Linked DNA regions of Mus musculus: region 2 is linked to region 1. The links are chromatin contacts, called in public HiCAR-type maps. All regions are on one chromosome and are shown on one strand. The core of a region is the stretch at or near the end of the contact, and the rest is flanking DNA. Distances in the headings are between cores, read along the strand shown. Region 1 holds the start of Fam120c (family with sequence similarity 120, member C). Region 2 holds the start of Ubqln2 (ubiquilin 2).

Region 1 (6,824 bases), core at 1,920-4,419:
GAATATGAATAAACCACAAGCCTATAGTGTTACTCTCTCCTGCCAACCAGCAATCAAAACCTATTCAGAAAAAATATTTGTAAATATGCTATAAATAAACAATAACCTACTCAGAGCACACAGACAGGCTGCTTTAGGTCCTCATGCCCTTATCCAGTGTGTAGTAGTCTCACACCTCTTCATGGTTAATCTGTAAAGGTACTCCAGAATTTAATCACTAAGAAATTATACCATACTCCCTGTAAATAGGCTACATTTTTCACCACGAGCAATTTTTGCACAAAGTATCTGGAATTTTGTTTTCAGTCTTTATGAAACCCTGACCTCCTGGAGAGCCAGCCCTTCCTCAGGAATTTTCTGCACGAAGCCCAGTACTTACCCTACTGCAAGCACTCAGCAAAGGAATACCACAAATGAATAAAGCAAACCTGTTTTTATTCAGGTGCCAATGAGATATTTCTTCCAGTGTGGAAATAATCTGATCCCAGGGCCTCTTTACAAAGATTCATCTTTGAACACAGCTATTAAGAGTGCAAGCTGTGGAATCAGATTGCATGGACATCAAGCCCAGAATCTCACCTCTATCATTTATTACTACATCATCTCTGGACAAGTGTGTAAAGCTCCTGGGTCTGAGTTTCCCCATTTGGAAAACGGGGGTCACACTGCTTCATGAGTTACTGTAAAGATCCAATGAGAATTTTAAAGCACTTAAGGGCTGCAGATGGAAAAACAATTAGTACCGCCCTTCCCCAGCACCACCCTCAGCCCCCTCAAAAAAAGACAGGAAAACCCTGCCCCACTAACATAGTCATCACTACTGCCAACAGTCAAGCTGCCAGTAATAGCAGGATAAAAAAATAACAGGGTAAAAAAAAAAAAGTTCTTAAAGCCTGGGTGGTGCCATTGAAAACAACTTGGAAGGAAAGCCTGTAAGTGACTCTGCTTTAAAATGTTCAGTCAGGAGAACAGGCAAGTGGGGTTTTGTTACAGTTATATTTTAAGTTAGCTCATGATTAGATTTTTTTGCATGCATGGTGTCAGGAGATTGAAGCAAGGGCCTCCTGGTTAGTAAGGACACTACCACTGAGCTATGCCCCCAGCCCATTAATGGCTTGTCAAATTTAAAAAGGCATAAATTTGGTGCTGAGTTCTGTATATCTAGCATAGTAGGATTCTAGTCACATTCTATAACCATTGCAAACTTCTCCATGTAGCAGATCTTTCCGTCTCTGTTCCCTCCTTACCCCACCAGCTGCCACCTGTTTTGTTTTCAGAATCCCCAAGTCCCCAATCCTGAAAGGACATTCCCCCCAAAACTCTGGTTAGAAAATGGGTTTGCAGTTTCTTCCCACCTAACCCTGTAACGCTTTTCTTTTCCTTCTTCCTGCCTACCTCCTTACTTCTCAAGCCTTGCTATTCTCTACACGTAGGAACTTGAAACCTAAGAGTATGGGAAAGCAACAGCGTAATAGCAGTGGTGCCAAGACCCGGGGATGCTGCCAAGCTTTTCCCCAGGCTCCATATGCAGTGGCTCAACTACTCAGAGGCTGGCCTTCGGTTTAAACCCATGGAGCCTCATGAACTTGGTATTTCTTTTTGCCTCTGCCCGATTGCTTCAACCTCTTTAATTAAACAACCTCCTCCAAAACCTGTGAACCATTCAGATCTAGCCCATTCTCCAAGTCTATCTTTTTCAGGAAGTTTCCCAGGACCATTTTAACCCACAGATTATCACCCCACCCACCTACCCAAACTGGCAACTTACATACCAGAAAACAGAATCACCATGCATATTTACACCAGCAAGTAAATGCTGCGCATTTGATCTTTCAAAGCCAAGAATGGCGTCTTGGGGTTTTTGAGAGCCCCTCCCCGCACCCCCAACCGTCTTTGAAACCCCCTACTGAGCGTGTTCATCTTCCTGAATAGTGACTCAATCAGTGAATTGTTTGGGCTAAGGCATGCCAAGATAAAAGCATGTTGAAATGAAAAGGGCTCAATGGATGGGGAAAAAAGAAGTACTAGGTGTCAAATGGGGGAAAATTATAGAACAAAGGTGTTCGACTAACATCTGTTTTATTTGCCATGGGGTTGAAAACAGATATAGGGGAGGGAATGTCAACTGGAAAATGAAGAAAAAACATATTTCAGTTTGAGGGGGATGATAGCAAGAGAAACATGAAGCCCGGAGGAATTTTGAGTCAATTCTGCTAGAACCAACAGGTAGGCCAATTGTGTGAGTAAAGGGGGTTACGGGGATGGCATGGCTAGAGATACAATCATGTAGGTAAGGGAATTAATAGGCCATATGACGGGGGCACGAGGGGATAAAATGGTCGCCAGTAAGTTAGCTGACTGAGTGGGTGGCAGGTAGGTCGGTGAATGGTTAGGTGTTTAGTCTGGAAGGAACAGGTGTGGGGCATTTCATTTAAAAATCTAACCCCTCCCTCACCTTGACCCGGAAGCGGATGAGTGCTAGCCTCACGCAGTGGCTCAGACAGGCAGGTGGCAGGAACCAGGCCCGCGGTGGAGGGGTGCCCTTGTTGCCCACGTGTCCCACGATCAGTTGCGCAGTCTGCCGCTCCGCCTGGCACCGACGGCCCCACTCGGCCAGTCGGTCCTTCCCCAGGCCCCCAGGGAACATGACCACCAGCTCCAGGCCGTCTCCGCCCGGATAGGCACAAGCCTGGCACAGCGCTGACAAGTAGCCCAGCATGGCATTCCACTGGCCGCCACAAACCCAATCCGTCTGGTAGCCACCATAGAGCCGCGGCAGCGCCGAGCCCGCGTCTACCAATACCCGAGCCCCAGGCAGCGGAGGGGGCGGCGGCGGATGCAGCCCTGGCGGCGCTTGGCCATGGTGGTGGAAATGGTGAGCAGGGTGATGGTGCCGAGACGGCCCCGCGCCCCCGGAGTAAGCACCAAAGGCAGCGGGCGGGAGCGGCGGCGGCGGCAGAGGAGCAGAGCCCCTGGTGATGCGTGGAGCCCCTGGCGCTAGGGCTGCTGGCGGCAGCTGGCGGTGCAGGTGCTGCTGCTGCTGCTGGCGCGAGACGGTGCGCGCGAGTTTGAGGAGGTCCACAGGCACCACAGCCCCGGGACAGCGCTTCTCCAGGAACTCTTGGAAGCCCTGGACGCCCATGCTTCCTCCGTGGGTAGAAGGAACAGCGGCTGCGCAAGCGGGCCAGTCGGCGATCCCCGCGCGAAGCTGGAGGCGGGCGCGTGCGCACTCCGCGGGGGGTAGGGGCGAGGGGGGCGGAGAGAGGGTTTGAGAACGGGAGGGGCGAGGGAACGTGGGCGGGGAGGGGAGGAGACCACAGACTGGGTGCGGGTGGAGAGCAGAGGTGAGGCTGACCAGACTCAGAAGAGGCTGGGAAGATAAAAGCGATGACAAAGTCGTAGTCACTCCTCTTTTCCCGTTCCCCTCCGCTGCTCTTCTTCACTGCTTCAAAGGGGGTGAAGCCTCTGCCTTCCACCTCCGGGAGCCATGTTGCCTCGTCTTCTCTGTGATACTCGCTTTCTAGCTGGGGGAGGGGTACAGGGGCGGGGCGGATGAGCATCCTGGGAGTTGTAGTCTTTTCCCGGATGGCCTCAGGATGCAGTCTTAGAACCAGAGGATCACACCTGTCAGGCCTTGATGCTCATAGTGTCAGAAGAAGCGGGCCAAGAAAATGTGTGTATAGGATTTGTACCAGAACTCCTAGTATCCAACCGAGTTGCCTCAGGATATTATACCACCATGCCCAGGGAAAGAAATGGAGATGATGCATCATGGGAAAGGAAGTACTGTGGATTAGTAGAATTTGGCTAAAGTGAGCTAAAGTTCCCTGAAAGGGAGAAATTTCCCTTCCATTGAAAAGATGATATGCACAACTTTTAACGAAAGGAGAAGAACACATATGATACATAAAAACCGCTAACATCTACTGTCATACTTTGAAGAGTTATCCACCTTACAAATGGTAAAACATTTACTTAAGACAATGAATGCATAGACAAAATGAAATTGCCTATAATTTGCCTCAGGATCTCTGGTCAGGGAGATTAAACACCCACTCAAATTCAACTACAACTTGGACCTTATTGGTACTCACTAAGCTATGCCATATGGTTAGGGGATTTTTTTTGTTTTCCAACCTACTAAATGTGTCCATGTGGGAACAATTCAAAATAGCTGCAAAGGTTCTAATTTGATCACAGTCTTTTGAAAAGTACATTTCAGCATGCTTCTCCAATGAAATCCATGTAGAGTCTGTCTTCTGTCAAGTTTTAGGGCCCATTACTTCAGCCAGACTACAGCAGAAAACAAGATCTGCATGCAGAGTAGTTGTATCTATCTGGCTTGGAATTTACAGAACATAAAAGAGCAGAACCCCAGGAATGACATCAGAATGGTTTGATAGGATGAAACCAAAAACAGGTTGCAAATTCCAAACCGGGTTTGTCATAAGAGTAGTAGATCCAGAATAGCAGGGATGGGAGACAACATGAAAGGCAAGGGAGAGGGAGGTGGGGGGTGTATAGGGGACTTTCGGGATAGTATTTGAAATGTAAATGAAGAAAATAGCTAATAAAAATTGTTTTTGAAAAAAAAGGGAAAGGCAATAGCTTGAAGGCATGAAAGATGAAGAGAATAGATGTTTTTAGTAAACTGTGCTTACTAGAGAGTTTGTCCAGCATCCCTTTCCTAAAAATTAGCCTTCTCATTGTTAACTTGATAAGATTACTGCAAAAACTGTTGTCTTAGGCATGATGGTATGTGCCTGCAATCTTAGTACTCAGGAAGTTGACATGGGACAGTCACCTTAAGTTCTAGGCCAGCCTAGGCTACCCAGTGATTTCAAAGAACCAAGGAAGTAAATAAATCCTATCATGTTCACATTTGCTTGTAATGCCATATTTTAACTGAGTGTGTTGGCTTACATCTATAAACCCAGCATTCAGAAGGTCAAGGCAGGAGGATTGCCACAACTTTGAAATTATTATTTTCCAGGTCAGCCTGAGATAAGAACTAAACAAAACAAACAGTAAAGAAAAAAATTAAGTCCCAACAACAACAAAAATAATTGGATCATAAGCCACTTAATGAAACTGTTAGCCACAAGTGAGATACCTTTAGATGAAAACCCTTTATTATTCTACCTTCAAATCATCCTTTCTGGGTCGGTGAGATGGCTCTCTGGTTAAAATGCTTGCTTTGCAAGCATGAGGACCTGGATTCAATTCTCAAAGACCACACCAAAAAGCCAGGCTCAATGTAGTGCATTTGTAATCCCAGGGCTGGGGAAGTAGAGCCAAGTGGATTTCTGGGACCCAGTGGCCAAGCAACCTAGTCTAATTGGTGAGTTCCAGGCCAATAAGAGACAATGCCTTAAAAACTGAGGTGGAAGATTCCTGAAGAATGATATGCAAATTTTGTCCCCTGGCTTTCATGGGCATACATATGAGCACACCAAGACACACAAGTGTACCTGTGCACACTTACAAAATGTCCTTTCCATTATTTTCAGCTATGATACAAGCGAGATTTCACAGATGTACTCTTCTTCCCCGTTTTAATGGTAACAGCCTGTGAACTTCAGCTAAGTATATCTAAAATTTGTATCTTACCCTCTTAAATATGGTCTTATAAACAGCATACTTGGGACTGTGCAAGGCTTATCCAATCCCAGCTTCTTGGTACATCTATCTGTCATTTCTCCATTCTCCATTGCCCTGGTCAAGGCAATCCCAAAGCCATGCTGATTGAGACACTCAGGGATCCCTTAACTGCTTTAAGTAATAGATCTTTCTCCACTCTTTCATGTCTTGGCTGTGCTTGTTTTAACCTTTTGCATTCACCAAGATGTGAGCTCATTACATTTGGTTACAAAGAGAATAAACAGTCAGAAATGAGGTGTGGCAAATTACAAGCCCAAAATACACGGAACTGATACAGGTGGAATCTTCTAGCATCCATTGATGGGAAGGGAGTTGACACTTTTTGTAAGATATGGCAGTGAACCAGTTAATTACAGTTCCTGGAACTCAAAAGAAAAGCCCTGGAGCTGGGTGTGGAGTTCAGTGGTAGAATCCTTCCCCAGCTTCTATTCCTCAGGACCACAAACAAACAAAAACAAACTGAGCTTTGATTGCTGCAGGCACAAATCCCTTGGTCCTGCTGACTTGCAGCAAAAATGTCAGACCCACTTCAAGGATTTCACTGATTAAGAAACTGGCACCAGCAAATTATTCACACATGTATAAGGAGTAGTAACTCCTCATGGCATCAACTTTGCCAGAAGTGCTGATTTCCCATAACTGAATCCAACTAGATGTTAAGAAGCAAGTGAACATCCATCCCCAAGGCGGATCAGGACGGAGGTGGGGAAGGTTTCACAGTAGTAAGCTCAGCTCAGCTTACTATCTCCTACTGGATCTCTGATCGAGAGGATCTTGAACAGAATGACAGAGAGAATGAGCCAAATACTTAGAGAGTGCTAAGAAAAAGAAGCTGCAACAGTAGTAAATCACTTGCTTTGTATGTGCAGGACAAGGAGTCCGATCCCCAGCACCGGAAAAAAAGGAAGAGAAAGGAGACCAACAACAAGAATTTTACTACCTGTTATTAATACTTGCTACTGGGACATCTCCCAACATGAAACCAATAGGCCTTCAATTGAAGACTTAGAAAATTTTCATCAGTAGAAAATCATGTCTAGCGAATCATGATTGTAATGGACCACCCAGAGTAGCAACTCTGGAGCAGCACATCACAGTACCTGTTCTGAACAGGATCATTTCAAGCCTCACCCTGTATTTTCAACATTGGAAACACTGAGTGT
Region 2 (6,824 bases), core at 2,053-4,552, 2.2 Mb before region 1:
ATTTTAATGCATTTTTCCCTGTGCACAAGAGAAATAACTGATAGAGCCAAAAGATACACTTTCCTTTATACATAGCAGTTAAAAGTAATGCAAACATCACATGACACTTCCAGTAAAAGTTACATTTCCAATTACAAATCAAAATGCATATGAAGGTCTCTTCATGGGAGAAGCTGAGGAACTCTTAGATAAAAAGCACTTTCCTGGAGTCACTACACTGATCCTTCAGGCTGCACAAAGATTAAGGTCATATACAATCAATCTGCAACTGTTGACACAATGTTACACTGTAAGGTTTCTGTACAATTTAATGTATACTTAGAGAAACCAGGATAAACATTTCTACTATATTTTAACTGAACTTGCCTAGCCAACATTTTCACTGAGAAATTTATCAAATATGCTGTAAGATTCTACAAAATTGTGAGACATACCTAGCTTCAGGAATATTTCTTATATTCTTTCTTATTTTGGTTACACATATTCTGCTCAGAGATTCTACAGTAATACTTCTAGATGTACAATTCCAATTGTGCTTACTGTACTGTGTACAAATAGCAAAAACGATCAATGAATGGTATAAATCTTACAGCATTTGCTAGCAAAAATACATGCCAAAGTCACAATAAGCAATATTTTACCACAAATTAGAGAGCTTCAAATAATTTGCTTCTGTTTTTTTAATATCTTCATTCTACATTAAATTACTATCATAGGCTAATGTTTAAAATGCAAATAAACTGGACATCTGTAGGACAAAACTTGTTCACCCAACTGTGAAGGCTGATACCTGTTTCCAAAAATCACAATAAATGCAGAATAAAGAGAAGTGTTTGCATGCAACACCTTTGAGTGAAACAGTATTGATTCCCACCATTCAAATCAGAGAAGGAAGGAAATCAAAAGAAGAAAAGAAAGGAATGAAGGAAACAAAGAGGGGAGAGGGCAGGCTGGAAGGGAAGGGAGAGGGTGGGGGGAGGAGGAGCAGGGAGGGAGGGAGGGAGGGAGGGAGGGACTCCACCTTAAAATGCATCCTATTAGATTTATAGGTAGACAGATTTAAAAGAATCAAAATAAAAGTAAAGCACAATTTTGTGTGTTTAAAGATTTAAGAGCCATTATCAAAAATAAGATACATTTTTTTTCAAGGTACAGAAACGTAATTAGGATGGCTGAGAGCCCAGCAGCCTCTCAATGGCCGCGTTGATGTCGCCTCCTGTTGCTATTAGGGCCTGCAAGTTTGCTTCGCGGTTTAAGAACCCCATGGCGTTGAGCTGTTCCAGTTGCTGCTGAAATCTCACTTCAGGATTCGGCGGCTGTGGAGGGCTTCCTCCAGTGAGAGCCTGCACCATTTGTTGAATGAACTGCTGGTTGGGTCCAGATTCCGAGGTTGGACTTATGGTTTCAGTAGGTGCAGAGCTGGACACAGTGGTTGCAGGCGGGATGCCAGTGCCGGTGGAGCCGGGGGAGCTTGCAGGGCCAGTGGGTCCTATAGGCCCGATGGGGCCTATGGGGGTGAAAGGAACTATAGGGCCGATGGGCCCTATGGGAGTGACTGGGCCCACAGGGGTTATGGCGGTTCCCAGCACTCCCATCCCCACACCTGGAGCGAAGCTGGGAATGAGGCCAGGTGCTTCAGTGGCTAGAGTCTGTAGCCCCTGCTGGATCTGCATTAGCGCTTGCATCGCTCTCGGGTTTGACATGGCCGCGATGGTTTCTGGATTCTGCATCTGCTGCAGGAAATTCGGGAGCTGTGGACGCATCTGCTCCTGCAGCTGAGGATTCGAAGTGAACAGCGGGCTACTCAGCATCATCTGGGCCGCCATATCTGGATTCTGGCTCAGCGACTGCATCATGCTCCGCATGTAGGGCGCAGACAGCATATTCTGAATCAGCTGGGGATTCTCAGTTATCTGCTGCAGCAGGCTCTGCATTCCTGGGGTGCTGAAGATGCTAGCCACGTAATTAGCTGCAGCCATGGTGTTCCCGGCGGTGGTGCTGCTGGAGCTGCTGCCAGAGCCACTGCCACTGCTTGTGGTCGTGGTGGTGGTGGTGGTCGCAGCCGTCTGGGTTGTTGGCGGTGGTGCCCAAGGATTGGGCAGCGGATCACGATTCTCCGTGCGGGAGGGCTGAGTACCTTCCCCTGAGGTGGAACTGCTCCCCACCGTGGCAAACGGGTTGCCCCCAAACTGCTCCTGTGCGGCATTCAGCATAGGTTCTTGAATGTCAGTGTACATGCGCCGCAGAGCATTGTAGCCACCTGGGATGCTTTCGAGATTACTGAGAGCCAGGTCTTGATTTCGCATCATCTCTTGCATCATGGCAGGATTCCTGGCGATTTCCAGCGTCTGCCTCATTATATCTGGGTTGTTCAGTAGGTGGCTGATTTCTGGGTTTCTCTGGATCAATTGTTGCATCTGTGGATTGGCCATGATGAGCTGCCTCATCAGATCAGGATTCGAAAGCATGCTCTGAACAAAGGGATTTTCCATGATCTGGATCATCATCTCAGGGCTGGCCAGGAGCTGCTGCTGCATCTGGTTCTGAAGCTCGGTGAAGTTGGGCGAGTTCAAGCCCAGGTTACTAAGGCTGGAAAGGCTTCCCAGCCCAAAGGAGCTGCTATTCGTGGTGGTAGGTGTGGAGCTACTCCTGGGAGCCGATGATGTCGTCGCCGCCGGCGCCGCCGCCGTGGTGGTGGTCGTGGTCGTCGTGCTCGTTCCCGCAGTCGTGCTGGGCTGCGTGGTGGCCTGGCCCTGCGGACGGTTCTGGCTTTTGATAACCAGGTGAACAGTCAGTCCATCATGGATGCCATGCTGCATCAAGGTATCTTGATCTTTCAGGATCTTTCCGGCGAAAATCAGCACGAGCTGATCGGTCTGCGATTTGAAGCGTTTGGAAATCGCTTCCTTGAACTGCTGCACGGTGCTGTTCTCGGGCACCGCGAACTCCTCCTTCTCTTTGGGGGTCTTCACAGTGACTTTGATGATTTTGGGCTCGGCCGGCGGGCTGGCCGCGCCTGGGGCCGCCGCAGGGCCGCGGGAGGGGCGCGGGGGGCCGCTGCTCTCGCCGTTCTCAGCCATGGCGGCCGCGGTGACGCAGGCTCACAGGGAAGGCGCTGGCGAGCGAAGAGGGCGCGAGGGAAGGAGGTGCCGCAGCAGCGGACTGGGGCGGCCCGGCGGGCAGCGCGGATCACAGTACCTCAGAGTTGAAGGCTGCGGCTCCTCCCGGTCGTCGGCTGCGCACTCGGCTCGGCGTAGGCCTCGGCTGAGGGCTGAGAGAGCAGGTCCTGCAGGCCGTCTCCGCTGCCGCCGCCTTGTGATCTGCCCGCGCGCACTCCCAGCGACTCCTGCAGCTGCGGCGCCCGCGCTCCCGCCCCGCCCCGCCCCGCCCCGCCCCCGGCCGCGCCCCGCCCCCTGCTGACGCGGCGCCAGCCCAGCGAGCGTCTCGCGGCCGAGCGCAAAACTCCTGCCCTGCAGAGGAGGGGGGGCGGAGGGAGGGAGAGGGAGAGGGAGGGAGAAATAAACAAAGAGAGGGGGGAAGAGAAGGAAAAGGAAGGAGGCTGGAGAGAAAAGCCAGGGGACCAAGGCGAGGCGGGCGAGGCGAGGGGGGAAGGGAGGAGGCCAGGAGGAGGAAGAGGGAGGCAGCTTCTTTAGCAGCCACTGAAAGACCAATGGAGAATGTGGGTTCGCAATCTGGGAGGCAGTGAAAGGATGAAAGCCTGAATTGAACCGATCCCAGGCAAAGGACGAAAAATGAATAGTAAAGAACTCTGACAAAGCAAAAAGGGAGAATGAGCGCCCGGTTGGGGGAAGGGAAGGCATGGCGGGAGCGAGCATTTTACAAAAGAAGCCGAGAAACGGCCAACAGGCTTCTGAAAAGATGAGGCTCGCTCCTAATCAAAGGGATTCAAATAAACACAATGAGATTTTTCCTTCGGGTTTATCATATTGGCAGCGATAAAAAAAAAAAAAAGAACGTTAAACCTTGTTGACCAGGAGCCGAGAAAATGCACTCTCATGCTAGTCGTAGTATGAATTGTTGTAATGGGGCAGTTTGAAAATACAAATGGACATTTTAAGGATTTGCACCTTTGTTTAGAAAGACCTAATAATCAATTCGAAAAGTATATATAAACAACGTGGCATTTTAAAAAATAGCGTTTAGCTAGTTAAATGGGTCTGTGACAGGAATACTATGATTTTGCCATACAATAAAATAATCCCTGTGTCTAAAAGATGGTGGCTAATTCATGTAGTATTACATGTCTCTAAAAAATACATTAAATGCACTGTAGTTAGGAGAAAATAATAGACGATATTTGGGGTTATTTTTTATGGTTTTCTTAACAAATGGAAACAATACATGTGTGTAGGTGTCAGCATCAAAAAGCTTGTAGACTGTATGTGTGAAAAAAATCTGAAAGGCTATACTCCATTATGATAAAGGTAATTATTAGTAAGAGCTGAAATTGTAAATAATTCTTATTTTCTATTTTTATAAGATTGTGAATTTGATGAATAAATATGCATTGCGTTTATGATTTTTAAAAACTACAAATATTATTTTCAGACAAGAGTAAAGGTAAAAATTGACAGGCACACAATAGTCGTGGCAGAAATTAACATAATCATTATGGATTAAATAAAGAAAACAAAAAATGGAGTATTACTGTTATAGAAAACCTGAATTATAGAAGAAATTATTCTGAAATCATTTATTTCTCTTGCTTTGAACACAGAAAATCCTTTTCCCATACAAAAACCTAGAGATGATTTAACAGCATTTCAAAATCATTACGTCACAGTACCTTAATAAATCTCAGTGTAAAACAAAATACAGGGCCATTATACCCATGACTAGTACAAAAATCATTATATATGCAAGAGCTCATATAGATATAATGTACAATGAAAAGTATACTTGCTTTAAATACATATCAAAACATAATTAACTGACACACATCAAATGTAAATATCTATGGTATTTAAAACATATGTACATATGTATATAAAATATTCTATTAGCTAGAAGGGCTGGGCTGCTGCTCACTGATGGAGCACATGCGTACTGTGTGTGAAGAGACCCTGGGTTCAATTCCTAGTACTGAAAGAAAAATTAACAGAAAATAAATGTACAAGAGGCAGTCATTCTAAACATCTAGTCACAAGGAAGAGGAAATGGTACAGGATTCTACACAATGACTAAATGGAACTGGAGTTAAAGCTGTAAAAATGTGCTTTGTCTCTAAACTCGAAGGAAACATGACAGGCTACCAGCAATGGCTGATTTTAGATAGTGACAACTCACCTCTGTTAAAATATGTTTAACTTTTCTGAAAATAAATAGAAATTTAATACTATATCACAAGGAATTGTTAATGACTCTTAAAGGTAAATACTATTAACAAAAATGAGGAAGAAGAAAACACTTAAAATTTAAAGAAATCCGAACACTTTTGAGATAGTACAAATTGAAATTCTTAGTAGAATGAATTGGTAAGCATAATTATAATGAGAATATAATCTCAATACTTACCACAAGATTACCCTATATGTAGTTTAAGGAACTTGATACTGATAGAAATTTCTAGGCCCCATCCCAAGCCAATTGAAATAAGTGGTGAATAAGAATATTCATTTTTAGCAGGTCTGAGTTCATTAACATTAGATTTATGGGGTACTATGTGAATGAATTCAGAGTCAAATTTATACATTTTAAGATTTTAAATGCCCAATAATAGCAAAATTAGTGTAATACACATTCAAATAACAAGGACAACAAAGAAAACTGGAAGAGGTACCTGACATGCCAGCCATAAAATGAAAACAGCAAAGACCAACAAACAATATTTCTCTCCCTTCATCCTTTTCTCTTCCCCTTTTTTTCCTCTTTCTGCTACATTTTCCTTTTTGTGAGATACTAGAAAGACATTTTACCTTGTTTCAATATGAAAGCAATGGAATAAACCATGTACAAACTAAAAAAGAACTGAGCCAGAACATACACAAGGTCCCAGGTTCTATCCCCAGCACCACAAAAATCAGTAAGTACAGATTTGAAAGACAGTGTAGTTCCAGAGCTTGACAGAGTTGGTAAAGAATTCCTAAGCCAGCTCTTCATAAGCATTACCTGAATTACTTTTAGTAGCTGTGGCAGGAAACAAGAACTTCATATTCCTCTGGGAAGTAAAGGCCAACTTGCTAACCAGCATTGAAAGTATACTAAAATCTTCAGACAATTTTACTAAGCATTTCTACATTTATGGTTGTATCCATTAGTAAAATATATTGTCTTCCTGGAGTGGATCTACAGAATGCAAAGAAAATTCTGATCATTCTTTATTTTTGTGGATGCACATGGCAGAAAGTTAATTAATAATAATAAGAAGAAGAAATTCCGTTACAACTAGAAAAATAGTTATATATGGAGGGCAAGATTTGAGTCAATGAGACTGTAATAAAAACTCCACCAGAATCACCTATACTTGTGTGATATTAGAGCAGTACAATCATTTCTGTATAGTGTAAGTTCTTTACCAGGTTCAACGGGACTAAGAAATGTTCTTAAAAGCTGTGCTATATTTTTTGTATCCATTCCTCTGTTGAGGGGCATCTGGGTTCTTTCCAGCTTCTGGCACTTATAAATAAGGCTGCTATGGACATAGTGGAGCATGTGTCCTTCTTACCAGTTGGGGCATCTTCTGGATATATGCCCAGGGGAGGTATTGCTGGATCCTCCGGTAGTACTATGTCCAATTTTCTGAGGTGCCGCCAGACTGATTTCCAGAGTGGTTGTACAAGCTTGCAATCCCACCAACAATGGAG

What was found. HiCAR-type assays count read pairs that join an accessible place to other places.
Region 2: a HiCAR-type map of astrocytes shows a contact between it and region 1, with 3 times the contacts expected there. The contact joins the promoter of Ubqln2 here to the promoter of Fam120c in region 1. A contact is called at or near these places in 2 of 39 promoter capture datasets (liver and pre-B cells), 1 of 484 Hi-C or Micro-C datasets (CD4 T cells), 2 of 115 datasets of contacts at active chromatin or transcription factors (astrocytes and thymic regulatory T cells) and 1 of 9 other capture datasets (liver).

The regions. Positions count from the first base shown.
Region 1 is chrX:151,340,568-151,347,391 of GRCm38.p6, reverse strand. Fam120c (family with sequence similarity 120, member C) reads right to left here and starts at 3,169. Exons shown (of 16, transcript NM_198105.2): 1 at 2,456-3,169. The coding sequence starts at 3,142. It overlaps A230072E10Rik (RIKEN cDNA A230072E10 gene), which reads left to right and starts at 5,513. Exons shown (of 3, transcript NR_015600.3): 1 at 5,513-6,824.
Region 2 is chrX:153,494,710-153,501,533 of GRCm38.p6, reverse strand. It overlaps Ubqln2 (ubiquilin 2), which reads right to left and starts at 3,302. Exons shown (of 1, transcript NM_018798.2): 1 at 1-3,302. The coding sequence starts at 3,080. The coding sequence ends at 1,164.